Linked DNA regions of Mus musculus: region 2 is linked to region 1. The links are chromatin contacts, called in public promoter capture Hi-C maps. All regions are on one chromosome and are shown on one strand. The core of a region is the stretch at or near the end of the contact, and the rest is flanking DNA. Distances in the headings are between cores, read along the strand shown. Region 1 has its middle 4.3 kb from the start of Gm40072. Region 2 overlaps Gm17359 (predicted gene, 17359).

Region 1 (2,722 bases), core at 77-2,576:
ACCTGATCCAAGTGTGGAGTGACAGGAAGAGAAGGAGTGTGTGGAGCCACATACAGAGAGGTGGGGGTGAATGTGATCGACGTCTGCTTTCCAGCTTGCTTGAATAAGATTGAGAAAACAAAGACATGAAGAGAAAGCCAACCAACAAAGTAACAGTACCAGCGATAAAGTGATAACATCAATTAAATATGGATTTGTATATGCTGCACAGCAGGTTAAGAGAGCTGTTAAAAATGTTTATAAACTTGTCATAAAATATTATGACAGCTACTGAGCTCATTGTAGGGAACCAAAGATGACCTCTGTTAGCTTCTGGGCTCATTTCTATGAAAGAAATCACTGTTGTCAATGAATCAATACCGACTCAAGGTTTGCTGCCCAGCAGGAATGAAATCTTCTCACTCCCTTGCTTTGATAATTTAATAATTACTTCAGAGCTCATAATCACTTCAACAGATACAACTGTAGAGTCCAACACAGTGTCTCTGTAAAGACATCTAATTTTAATGTTTAGAAAAGAATGAAGCTATATATTTTTATAATCAGAAAATTTAGTAATACTGAAGTACAACAAGAAATATCTATATAGGTAAATTTAGGTCAAATTTACTATAGTTATATAACAATTTATATCTTAATTATAGAGATTGTGATGATCTGTGTTAATTGTCAATTTGATACAATCTAGAAGTACATGAGAAGACAGTTACAATGGTGGGTTATCTAGATTAGATTGGCCTGTGGATATATCTGTGAGTGATTATTTTTATTGCAATATTGAGCAAAGAAGAACCTACCCACTGTGGCACTATCCTCTAGGTAGGGGATTCTGAACTGCATAAGAGTGGAGAAAACAAGCTAAATTCTAGCATACATGAATTCATTGCTTTCTGCTCTTGACTGTGTGGTTAATGTATTGCCACTGCAAGTTCCTACTGTCTTATCTTCCCCTCAGTGATGGACAGTAGCCTGAAATTGTGAGCAAAATAAATCCTTCCTGAAGTAGCTTTTGTCAGAGTATTTTGTTACAATAACAAGGAATGAAATTAAGACAGGATCTTAGCATAAGGGTCTCTGAATTTGATCTCCAGCATTAACAGGAAAAGCCAGGGAGGGAAAAGGGAAGTGGAAAGGAAGTGAAGGACAAGGGTCAAAAAGAAAGTAGGAAAAAAGAAGAAAAGGGAAGGAGGAAGGAGAAAGAAAGGGAACGAGAAAGGAAAGTGGAAAGGGAGGAGGGGTGGAGGAGAGGGGCAAGAGGGCTCAGTACAGTTTGCAATCTGGGGAGTTTTGTGGCTCATGGGTCAAAGGTTCTTTACTTATTACTTTTCTGGGTAGTGTTAGATCACAGACACACCCCCTGCTAAAGTCAGCTCATCCAAGCCTGCATGCAGTCTGTCCCTTAGGACGAAGACCTGACAGGTGCCTGCTGCTGCTGTGACTGAGACCATGGGAAAAGCAAGCCCAGTCTTCCCCCAGCCCTACTTGCTGATCAGGAACAAGGCAACTTTGAACTACAGTCCTACCGAGTGCCTGCCTCCTGGCACATGCTGTCACGTGATCTGCCACCCCTTAGATCCCTGTAAGAGTAGAAACCACCTTTGTTCAGGGATTTGAAGGATCTTTCCTTCAGACCCTCATAACGTTCTCTCTCCTAATGGTGGTGTTCTTTGGGATCTGAAGGGAAGGCTCCTGCTCTCTTTGTGACCCCATTGAACTTATTGAGTTAAACTGTGTCTATGGTCCGGTGCTGTTTCTTCTAAGGCTGTCTCACTTCAAGATCCAATCACAAAACAGCCCGTGGTCATGAAGCACACTCTCTTAGTAAATATCATTCTAAAGGGCAATTCATGTCAGCTACTTTTTGCCCTCCCATAATTTCTAATACAGAGTAGAAATGGAACCCAGGGCCTTGAACATGCTCTGTACATGCTCTGGCACTCAGCCACACACATCCATCACTTTCCATACACTCTAGGTATGTGAGATAATGGCTCGCTGTGCCCCATTTATCCTCGGACTCCCTATGTATGCAGAGACTGACCTTGAAGTCAAAAGTTTCCTACTTCTACCTCCCAAGTGCTGAGAGGACAGTTCTGTCACCATACCATGAATTTCCTTACACTTTTTTATTATCAAACATTGTTACATCTCATAAAAGTGTTCTGGATTTATATATATAAAAAAAAGTAAACTGAATACTTACAGGCTTGGCTTCAAGCCATAAGTCTTATGTATAATATTGGCAAAGTGCTTTTTTTGGGGGGGGGGTATGGCAATCTGTAGAATAAATGAGATGTGTATAAAATGGTTATCTATATTCTGGACACAGTATGTACTCAATAAGTTTTAACCCTGTTATTGCCTCTTGCTGCTGCCAACCATGCTTTCCTGAAAGAAAATATGTATGACAAATGCAAACGTAAACTGACCATTGCTTACATTTTGTCATCTTTAAGTCTGCAAGACTGTGTCAGGAGAGGGTCTGTAGCCATCTCCCTCCTCCTCATTTGGCTCAAATTTGGGTGAAATAGGACTGTGATATAGGATTGCTATTCCCTCTCAGTCTATGTAGCTCAATTTCCACATTAATTTAAATTAAAATCAGAAAGCATCTCCATTGTTAGCACTGTATTGCTACACTACATGTTTCAAAACAAAAAACAAAAAACAAGCTGGGCGTGGTGGCGCACACCTTTAATCCCAGCACTCAGGAGGCAGAGAC
Region 2 (2,722 bases), core at 110-2,609, 39 kb before region 1:
CTCTGTGTCTCTGTCTCTTTCATTCCCCTCTCTCTTCCCTCACACCCCACCCTTGCTTTTCATGTATTGGAAGGCCCACAGGATACATATAATATGATTCTCAGGCTTCGTACAATGTTGTCATTCCCTTTTTTATTTAATGACCCAGGGTCAGCTATATAGTCTAGGACATCTTTAAACTGTTATTCTTCTGCCTCAGCATCCCAAGCACTAGGGTTACAGATATGTTCTGTCATGCTTGGTCCACCCTGTGGGCTGAAGTATAATCATGCAGGGCCAGGGAGATAGCACAGGGTGCAGTGTCTTCAGGCCCCAGAATCTGCATGGTAGAAGGGAAGAACTGACTCCAAGTTGTCCTCTGACATCTGACACCACACACACACACACACACACACACACACACACACACACACCACATTAAATAAATTGGGTCCAATCAAAGACAGTCTCTTGGCAAGCCCAGACTGCCATCATTTTCAGCTTTGTCACGAGCATGTCACTTTCTGTGCAGATCTCGAGTTTACAGTCATCCACTGTCTCCACACCAATGACATCATCCTTACCTACCTTTCCACTTGGATTGATAACTAGCTCCATGTGCAAAGTTCATACTTACTCTTCTTGCATCATAACCCTGTTTGTTTGGTTCCCCCAAACAATAACATTCTTTTACAATTTGTCATCTTGCCCCCCACTTTCTCTTTTTCCTGGGTTTGTGTTTCTGTAACCCTAACAGCATTTCTTGTCTTTCTGCATAAAATCACTGAAAACACCACTGGACAAGACAAAGCTACCTCCTTCGTGTCTCCTCTAATCAATTATTGAAGAACAAAGCTTGAAACAGAATGGAATGTCCAGGTGGAGTACCAGTTAAACATTGACTGCCAGTTGCGATTTCTCCAGTGTGGCTCTCTGCTAGAACACAGAGGACACCACAGTGACCGTAAATAATCCTAGGAATGCCAAAGAGGAACCAAGAATTTGGAATATAGATCCCTACGCTTTGGTGCATGTAGAAATGGGAACTTAAGAGTAGCTCAATTTAGAGACTTTAGTATGTTTTTTAATTAATTGGATTCTGAGATTCATACTGTACCAAAAACCAGTGTTAGAAAATTTGTTTTGCAATTTTCCCTGAGGCGCTTTGTTTATCAAACATCTTTCTCACATGGTTTCTTAAACATACCAAAATGTTAATGATAGAAGGAATGCTTTCAGAAGACATCTTGCTTAGCTCAGAGCGCTCGCTGAGTTTCACGCTGTGAATTCACCTACTTGTGAGTCCACCTGTGAGCTGTGTGGTTGTGTGGCTGCGTCAGCTCGAGGGCTGAAGGAAGCACCACCAGCTCCCACATCCCACAATTCAGTCCGGGGAGCACAGGTGAGGTCATAGCTGGACCGAGTGAGACGAGACTAGAAAGTGTGTTCCAGGACTGGGGAGACTGCTCAGTGAGTACGCACTCACGCAGATGCAAGCATTTAAGTTCAGATCTCCCAGAGACACATAAAGCCAGACGTAGTTCCTGTGTCTGTAAGCACAGCACTCTAGTGGCGAGATGACAGGCAGAGACAAGATAATCCCCGGATGATCTTGGGCCAGCTAGCCTGGATGCACAGTGTCAAACAAGAGAGCCTGTCTCCAACCAGGTGGACACCTGAAGTTCTCCTCTGACTTCTGTATGTGCACAGTGACAACCATAACCAGCACTTACCCATATGCACACACACATATGCACACTCACACACACATACGCACAGAGACAGAAACAGATTTAAAAAAAAAAAGTACTCTCAGCTGCATCTACTTGATCTACTTGTAGAATGAAATTACGTTTGTCTCTCTCCCTGCACAAAAATCAATTCAAAGTGGATTAAAGACGTTAATGTAAACCTGAAAAGGTCTCCAATAGCACAAGAATTAACAAACAAGATTACATGAAATTAAGATGCTTCCACATAACAAAGGAAATAATTACCAGAGTGAAGAAACAGCCATAGAAATCAGAAACAACAATGAACATCTTTGCTAACTACACCTTAGACACCCGTGTGTGTGTATTGCTTTCTAGAACTGCAAAAGCTAAATCCAATAGAAAGAAAGAAAATCCAATCAATAAATGGACTAATAAACAGAATGAACAGTTGTCAAAAAAAAACACAAACGAGCAATAATATTTGAAAGGTGTTTAATGTTCTTAGCCTTCAGGGCAGCACAGATGAAAACAGCTTCTAGATTCCATCTCATCCCAGTCAGAATGGCTGAGTAAGGAAACCACAGATAACCACAGATGCTGGAGCGGCTGCTGCTGAGGATGTAAACTTGTATGGCCACCATAAAGCACTTCCCTGCACTGTTCGGTAGCATCTCATACACTCTCCCCTTATTCTTAAAGCTTTGCTTCTCTCTCCCATCGTTAGTCCCTTTTCCTTTTAACTTAACCATAAGCTTCCATAGATTTATTAATCTCTAAAATCTTCGTACCCTAACATCATTCCAACTTTTTCCCCTCCTAGATATTTTATCCACCTTTTAAAACAAGTTCAGTGTTGATCTAATACTTAATCTTTATCCTCTTCCACCTTGTTTCCCTCCTATCCTCAATCATTAACTAAAATCTGAGCCAATGCCTTACGGTCTGTGGTTGTTTATCCTCCAACAGTTATTGAAGTCAAAAGGGCCACTGTCATTCATGGGCTAGTCTGACATTTGCATAGTGACACT

The links. Promoter capture Hi-C pulls out the DNA fragments that hold promoters and counts their contacts.
Region 2: a contact with region 1 is called in a promoter capture Hi-C map of liver. The contact joins two enhancer-like sites. A contact is called at or near these places in 9 of 39 promoter capture datasets (cranial neural crest, embryonic stem cells, frontonasal cranial neural crest and 5 more), 6 of 484 Hi-C or Micro-C datasets (all in liver), 3 of 115 datasets of contacts at active chromatin or transcription factors (CD8 T cells, embryonic stem cells and liver) and 3 of 9 other capture datasets (adipose tissue, liver and pancreatic islet).

Annotation. Positions count from the first base shown.
Region 1 is chr3:79,339,560-79,342,281 of GRCm38.p6, reverse strand. It overlaps a transcript of Gm17359 not described here. Among named protein-coding and RNA genes, the nearest start is that of Gm40072, 4.3 kb to the right of the region's middle. Within about 2 kb of position 1,326, at least 5 of the 459 cell types and tissues checked have an H3K27ac peak or open chromatin away from gene starts, as enhancers often do. A contact at or near this core is called in liver, where this site is marked.
Region 2 is chr3:79,378,243-79,380,964 of GRCm38.p6, reverse strand. The region is part of intron 1 of Gm17359 (predicted gene, 17359); the gene reads right to left. Among named protein-coding and RNA genes, the nearest start is that of Gm17359, 34 kb to the right of the region's middle. Within about 2 kb of position 1,359, at least 9 of the 459 cell types and tissues checked have an H3K27ac peak or open chromatin away from gene starts, as enhancers often do. A contact at or near this core is called in liver, where this site is marked.